Linked DNA regions of Capra hircus: region 2 is linked to region 1. The links are chromatin contacts, called in public Hi-C maps. All regions are on one chromosome and are shown on one strand. Each heading gives the region's core, a stretch centred on a gene start, on an enhancer-like site or on the middle of the called end of the contact. The rest is flanking DNA. Distances are from core to core; before and after follow the strand shown. Region 1 overlaps TBCE (tubulin-specific chaperone E). Region 2 has its middle 25 kb from the start of TRNAR-CCU.

Region 1 (3,406 bases), core at 307-2,806:
AGTCGCTCAGTTGTGTCCAACTCTTCGAGACCCCATGGACTGCAGCCCACCAGGCTCCTCCGTCCGTGGGATTTTCCAAGCAAGAGTACTGGAGTGAGTTGCCACTTCCTTCTCCAACAAAGCACAGGGACCACCTGTATTCAGACTTCAGCTTGATATAGTGGCCCCACACCCATACATGCACGCACGCGTGCGCACACACATACACACACACACACACGAGCACACACACTTGAGCACACACAGTCCTGGGAGCTCAGTCACTCTCACTCCTGTGGACTCCCCAAGTTCAGAGACACCTCTTCCCAGCCAAGCTCTCCGATCCACCACCGTCAGCCCTGGCTCAGTGAAGGATCTGAGAGAAGGATCAGTCTAGAAACGATGACTGGATTAAACACACCAGGCAATCCTTCAACTTCGGGCGAGAATTCAATCAGTGAGTGCAAGGCATTCATCACTGGGTCTGCAAATATAGGCCATGACTTGATTATCTCAGCAAACCTCATTGCCTCATGTCTTGGGGGACATTCTTGCCCAGGAGAAAGTGGTATAAACAAGCAAGATGCTGACTGCCCAGCACACTGCTGACAACTCCAATCAGCTGACCTGCACACCCAAACCCCTCTGCTGACCAGAACTTTTCTGTGTGCTGAAAATGAGCCTTGAACCACCCAATTCCCAGTCTTCCGAAACCATTTAGGAGGAGGCCAGGCAGATTATAGAATGCGCCACGCACTTCCGTGGCACTTTGCTCCTTACCTAGCTCCATTCCACACCCACCTCAATGCCCGGACTCTGTTGCCTAACCTGCAGAGGGAACGACCGCATCTGGGGCAAAGGTGGGGTGGGGGCGCTACTCACGGGCAGAAAGGACCAGTGGTCGCAAGTCCCAGCAGGCCCCCAGCGCCAAGGGACTGCACCTCTGAAACCCTGGCTTGGGGAGCTATGCTTCAATTCCTATCACAAGGTAGGTAGCGTCAGAGTGGTTAGAAATATTTTGCTAAAAGAAAGTTCATCAGCCACCTCCTCAGTTGAGAGACCTATGAGCTGCTGTCTTTTGCATAAACTATTATGCAGAGATGAGGCAGGCTTAAGGAATTGAGAGAAGACCTTTTAAAGTTAGGGAAAGTCTATTTGACTTGCCACTCTTTTATTGGGAGCTTGTTAGGACTGTAGCAGATCCAAGAGGCACTTGAACCAGACTACACCCTACCAGACTACAAAGCGGGGCAAGTTTAATGATTTTTCTTCTAGGCTGACCTCTATTTTTAGGTGTGGGCATAAGAGAAACAGGGAGAAAAACAAAGAACACACAAGAGACAGATGACAAATTTGGAAAAGCTTGTTTTTGAGGTATGATTTCAAACCGCATTGCTGCATGAGCAGGAACCTTGATGAAGGAAAGATTTCCTTCCCTCCCTCTCAGGAAGGCCGTCAGGGCTTGTGCAGTGGCCCCAGGGCCCACCCAAGGCACCAGTCCCTCTCCGCGCCTTCCCTGCCGGCTCCCCAGGACGGCTCTCGCCCCACAGCCTGCTGCCGAGCCCTGGACCCTCCGTCTGTGCTCAAACAGGGGGCGGGCAGGGTGGTGGGCAATGGAGAGAAGCTGGTCCAGCCACGTCTGTCCCCCTGGAAGAAACCCTGTCCAGACACTCCCATTTTGCCTCTACCCGGTCCGGGTGAGTCACACACCCCACTTGAAAGCAAATGGTCTAGGAAGGCAATTTCCCCAAGTGGCGACAACCTCAGGTGGAACCGAGTCCCCGTTAGGAGAACGGACATCGGGTAGGGAACCAGGGTGTCTGGCTCAAGTGTCCAATCCAGCCCGACCCCAGTGACGAGTTCTCACTGGAAAGGATACTAGGACAAGCTTTGGCAATTCCTCCTTGGTCACCAGCACCATTTACTGCGCAGTTCCTCAAAGAAACGTCTTGCAACTTGCTCAGCTGACTGTATGAAAAACACAGAGTTCACATGCAGACATAAACATGTACGCTATCCATCGGCCCTTTAAAAAATTAAAAAGCGTTTTAGACACATAAAAAGGCATCAGAAATAACAGTATCCACTGCCCAACTTAAGAAATAAAGCCTTACTAAAAAAAAAAAAAAAAAAAGAAAGCATTACAAACATTATGCACAACACTGAAACCCTCTCGAGCCCCTTTCCATTGCCCTTTCCTCTCGCCCTCCACTCCCCACAGGGCACCAGGGCACTGGGGTCAGTGTTGGCTTAATCGTAAGCATTTCTTAATAGTTTTACTATTTTTTTATAGTTTATTATTTTACTCTCCTAACAGTTTTACTCTATTTCCATGTCCCTAAACAGTTATTGCAGTTTTGAATATTATAAAATTTGACATAAACGGTACCGTACAGCTTCCCTAGTGGCTCAGACGGCAAAGCGTCTGTCTGCAGTGCCGGAGACCCGGGATCGATCCCTGGGTCAGGAAGATCCCCTGGAGAAGGCAATGGCAGCCCATTCCAGTATTCTTGGCTGGAAAATCTCATGGACGGAGGAGCCTGGTGGGCTACAGTCCATGGGGTTGCGAAGAGTTGGACACGACTGAGCGACTTCACTTTCATTTTCCTGTGACTAACTTTCTTCCTCAACAATACCCTGTCCAGCACTGAGAGGGGACTACATGGACACATGCTCTGGAATGGACATGTTCACACCCGTGGTCTGTCACCAGAGAGAGAGACCGCAGTTGATTTATTTGCTCCTCTGGTGACAGGGAGATTATTCCCAACAGTGCTAAAGGGCACACTACTGTACACTTTTTGTACTCAGGTGGCAAAATCTCTCTAGGGATATAGCCTAGAGAGCATGTGTGTGCATCTTTAGCCTTTTTAGATACTCTCAGAAAGCACTCTTTTAAGTGTAGAGAATCTGGGTTCTGTTCATTCAAAGAGCCCAAGTGTTACAGCACCGCAGAGTGCTGAGAACACAGGACCTGGAGTCAGACTGCCTGCGCTCAGTCCTGACTCCACCCGCCTCTGGCCCTGGACGTGTGAACCTCTCTGCACCTCAGACGGCACATCCACACGCCCGTGAGCATGACGGCGTTACTCACAACGGCCACATGTACCGAGTGCCCACTGACCACGGAATAACGTGCGGTCAGTCCATATGACGGAGTGCTACTCAGTCTTAAAAAGGAAGGAACATTTGTGAACCTGGAAGACATCATGCTATGTGAAAGGGGCCAGTCACAAAAGGACACACACTGTATGCCTGTGTTTATACGAGGTACCTAGGTGAGGGTCGACCTCACGGACACGGAAGCAGGGCGGCGGCTGCCACGGGCTGCGGGAGGCAAAGATGTGCCGCCGTTGTTTAAAGGCTGCAAGGTGTCAGTCTGGGAAGAAGAGAAGGTCCTGCAGATGGACAGTGCTGCTGGTTACAC
Region 2 (3,406 bases), core at 660-3,159, 300 kb after region 1:
AAAATCACCAGTACTCAAGTGTTCCCTTATTTTCGCTTATCTTATGCTCTCTTTAAATTCTGTGTCATAACATAAACCTGTATTTGTGTAATGCTCTTACAGCTCTGGATGTTTATCATCGAAGTCTCAAAGCTATGAGGAAGGCAGGATATTACCAGAGGATATTAATTGAGGCATAGAGCTGTGAAGGGCGTTGTTCTGAATTACCTGAATTAGTGGTTAAAATGAATTCAGGCTTATCGTCGTGGTTTGTACCTGAGCCATATGAACCACGAACCGTGCTATGTCACGATGCTTTGAGGACAGTAAGTAAGTATCTTGACAGGATACATGGTTAAAACTTGGTGGTCTCCTCTCCTAGGAGAGGAGCACAGCACTAATTTTTTTTTTTTTAAACTATTTTTGTTCATTGCTATATCCCCAGTACTTAGAATAGTTTCTGGCACAAGAGGGACACCTCAATAAAAGCTAAATGAGTTCATTAAAAAGACATAGGTTCCACACACAAAAATGTATGGGGTTGGAGAGAAAAGGCTGTTATTAGTAAATAATAATAACAGGGAACTTATTAATAGGTTCCCAGGGGTACTAATCAATATGAAATACTTTTCATAGTAAAGGTGACATCTCAATTACACTATACCCTTTTACCCCTGCTATCATTTCCCAAAGCAGATACTCAGATCAACTCCTTCCTCAGAGTGACTTAAGGTAAGTGATAGAAATTATTCCAGGAAACATCTAAGCCAGCCCTGCAAACATCAGCTCTAGATCCACAGTATGCCTGGAAGACTCCTATCATAAATAATATACCCTGACTTTTAAAACAGTTTATGATGAAAATTTTTTAGTTTATTCCATGCTGAAAAGCACTTGGCAGATACCCTCTCAAGTCAAGAAAAAGCATTTCCTTTAACCAATTGTCAAAGGGGTCTGAGAAAGTGAAAGTTGTGCTCACTCCTGTTGGACTCTGTGACCCCACGAACTGTACATTCCTTGGAATTCTCCAGGCCAGGATACTAGAGTGGGTAGCCTTTCACTTCACCGGATCTTCCCAACCCAGGGGTCGAACCCAGGTCTCCTGCCTGGCAGGTGGATTTTTTTTACCAGCTGAGCCACACGGGAAGCCCAAGAATAGTAGGGTGGGTTGTCTATCCCTTGCTCAGCGGATCTTCCCAACCTAGGAATCGAACCGGGGTCTCCTGCATTGCACGTGGATTCTTTACCATCTGAGCTATGAGGGAAGCTCTCTGGGTGTGGGTGTGGGAGTGTGTGTGTAGGGGGGGGAGGGGATCTGGGTTGGTTTAATTGTAGAAAATATTCATCAGATAGGGAGCTCTTTCACCTAACTTGTCTCAGGGACGAGTTTTTCGAGGATGGGCTTGTCAACCACAGACTGCCGTTTCAAGTATCTGTAAGCTGGTCTTGTTTCATGCCGTGGTGGCGTGTCACCATGGAACGGAAGAAGGAACAGGGGAGCTCCTCTGAAGACGATTTAAAGCCATCAGCTGCTCCACAGGGGAAATTCCGTCTCCATCCCACAGGGGTGAAGGCAGCTGAACTGGCTTTGTGGAGGACGCTGGAGCAGGCTCTGTGAGAAGCAATCGTCGGCAAAGGATGTGTCCAGTAGTATTTTCACAAATACCTCTTCCTGCCTTCTCCCTACATCCACCGAGTCTTGCGCTGCTCTTGGCCGAGTGATCAGGGTCGCAGAGGAAGACGCCGGCCTGATCGAGTCAGGACGAGGGAGAGGACCACTGGCGGCGCGCTCGGGTCCCCGCCGGGGCGGGGGCGTTGGACACGGGGTAGGAGGCGATCCGTGCGGCCTGCGGGGGCTGAGTGATGCGCAGCCCCGTGAGAATCCTGTGGAGGTGGAAGCGGAGGCGAAGGAGAGCTCTGGCGCCACCTGGTGGCCGCGTCTCTGCCGGTGGCCAAAGCACTCGGCCATGCCCTGTCCCGGGCCCAGTGCTCTCCGAGGCCATTGTGCCGTCCGCTAGCCGGCGTCTAGGCTCGGGCCCTCGGCGTCCCCTTGCACGAAAATGTGATTCCATAATGTATGTGCCATGCTTAGTCGCTCAGTCGTGTCCGACTCTGCGACCCCATGGACCGTAGCCCGCCAGGCTCCTCTGTTCATGGAATTCTCCAGGCAAGAATATTGGAGTGGGTTGCCATGCCCTCCTCCAGGGGATCTTCCCAACCCAGGAATGGAATCAGGGTCTCCTGCGTTGTAGGCAGTTTCTTTACCATCTGAGCTACCAGGGAAGCCCTCCATAATGTATAGTGATCACCAAGAGCGAAAGGAAAATGCTAGGACATTTAGACGGGGAAGAGTTCATCCTGGAAAATGTACCAGGATGACATTCTGTCAAGTCTTGGTTTAGATCCCTATAAGTTAAAATTTTATATGGGAACATGCCAAATGAATAAAATGAGACAGATTTTCTTAAACTTCTCCCAATTCTGTATAATCAAAGTGCAGAAACAGATTTTAGAGTCAGGGACCTGGGCTTGAGTGGCAGATCTGCCACTTACTAGCGACCTTGCCTTCTTTGAGGCTCAATTGCCTCATTTCTTTTTTAAAACTTATTTATGTGGCTGCTCCAGTCTTAGTTGTGGCACTCAGAATCTTTAGTTGCAGCGAACTCCTAGCTCCCTTAGGGATCGAACCTGGGTCCCCTGCATTGAAACTATGGAGTCTTAGCCACTGGACCACCAGGGAGGTCTCTCAGTTGCCTCCTCCTCCTCCTCTCTCAGTTGCATCCTCCAAAGAGGATGATAGTGTCTTCTCAAAAGGAGAATTTCAAAAAGAGAATTAAAACTACGGTGTCTGTGCTCATACTGTTGCCTTCCCCCTCTTCCTAGAGGTAAGCTGTCCACACCGCTCTGATGTCCATTTCTCTGGATCACTCGTGGACCTTACCCAGCAGGATTTCTGCGTCCTCAGTTTCCCCTCACCACTCCTTAACTTGATGGGCACACAGACATGGTATAATTTCTCTCATCTTACAAAAAATCTGACTCCTCGTGCCCTGCAGCCAGCTCCCCATTTTTCTTTTCACATTTATATCATAGAAAAACATCTCTAAAGTGCTATCCTTACCCACTGCCTCTGCTTCTCCTGTTCTGGTGACTATCAGACTTCTTCTCCTGGCCCATTCACCAAGACTGCTCTTGCCAAGGAAAGCAGTGGCCGCCTCATGCTGAATATTGATGTCGGTTCCCAGTCTTTATCTCTGCTGCCCATCGACAGTATTTGACGCGCTCATTCCCTGCTCCCTTTATCCTCCTGGCCATGAGACGCTGCACCTAAGTTTTCTCCTGCACCAGCAGTTTCCCAGTCTCTAGGGCTCAGTTCTTGGATGTCTTTTCTAGCTATACGAACTTCACTGATGTCATCCCGTCTCAA

What was found. Hi-C and Micro-C count contacts between places; a contact is called where the count stands out from the background.
Region 2: a Hi-C map of blood shows a contact between it and region 1, with 15 times the contacts expected there. The contact joins two enhancer-like sites. A contact is called at or near these places in 2 of 5 Hi-C or Micro-C datasets (both in blood).

The regions. Positions count from the first base shown.
Region 1 is chr28:37,194,670-37,198,075 of ARS1.2, forward strand. It overlaps TBCE (tubulin-specific chaperone E), which reads right to left. Exons shown (of 17, transcript XM_005698988.3): 5 at 1,859-1,947. Among named protein-coding and RNA genes, the nearest start is that of TBCE, 70 kb to the right of the region's middle. Within about 2 kb of position 1,557, at least 1 of the 5 cell types and tissues checked has an H3K27ac peak or open chromatin away from gene starts, as enhancers often do.
Region 2 is chr28:37,490,407-37,493,812 of ARS1.2, forward strand. No RefSeq gene overlaps it. Among named protein-coding and RNA genes, the nearest start is that of TRNAR-CCU, 25 kb to the right of the region's middle. Within about 2 kb of position 1,910, at least 3 of the 5 cell types and tissues checked have an H3K27ac peak or open chromatin away from gene starts, as enhancers often do.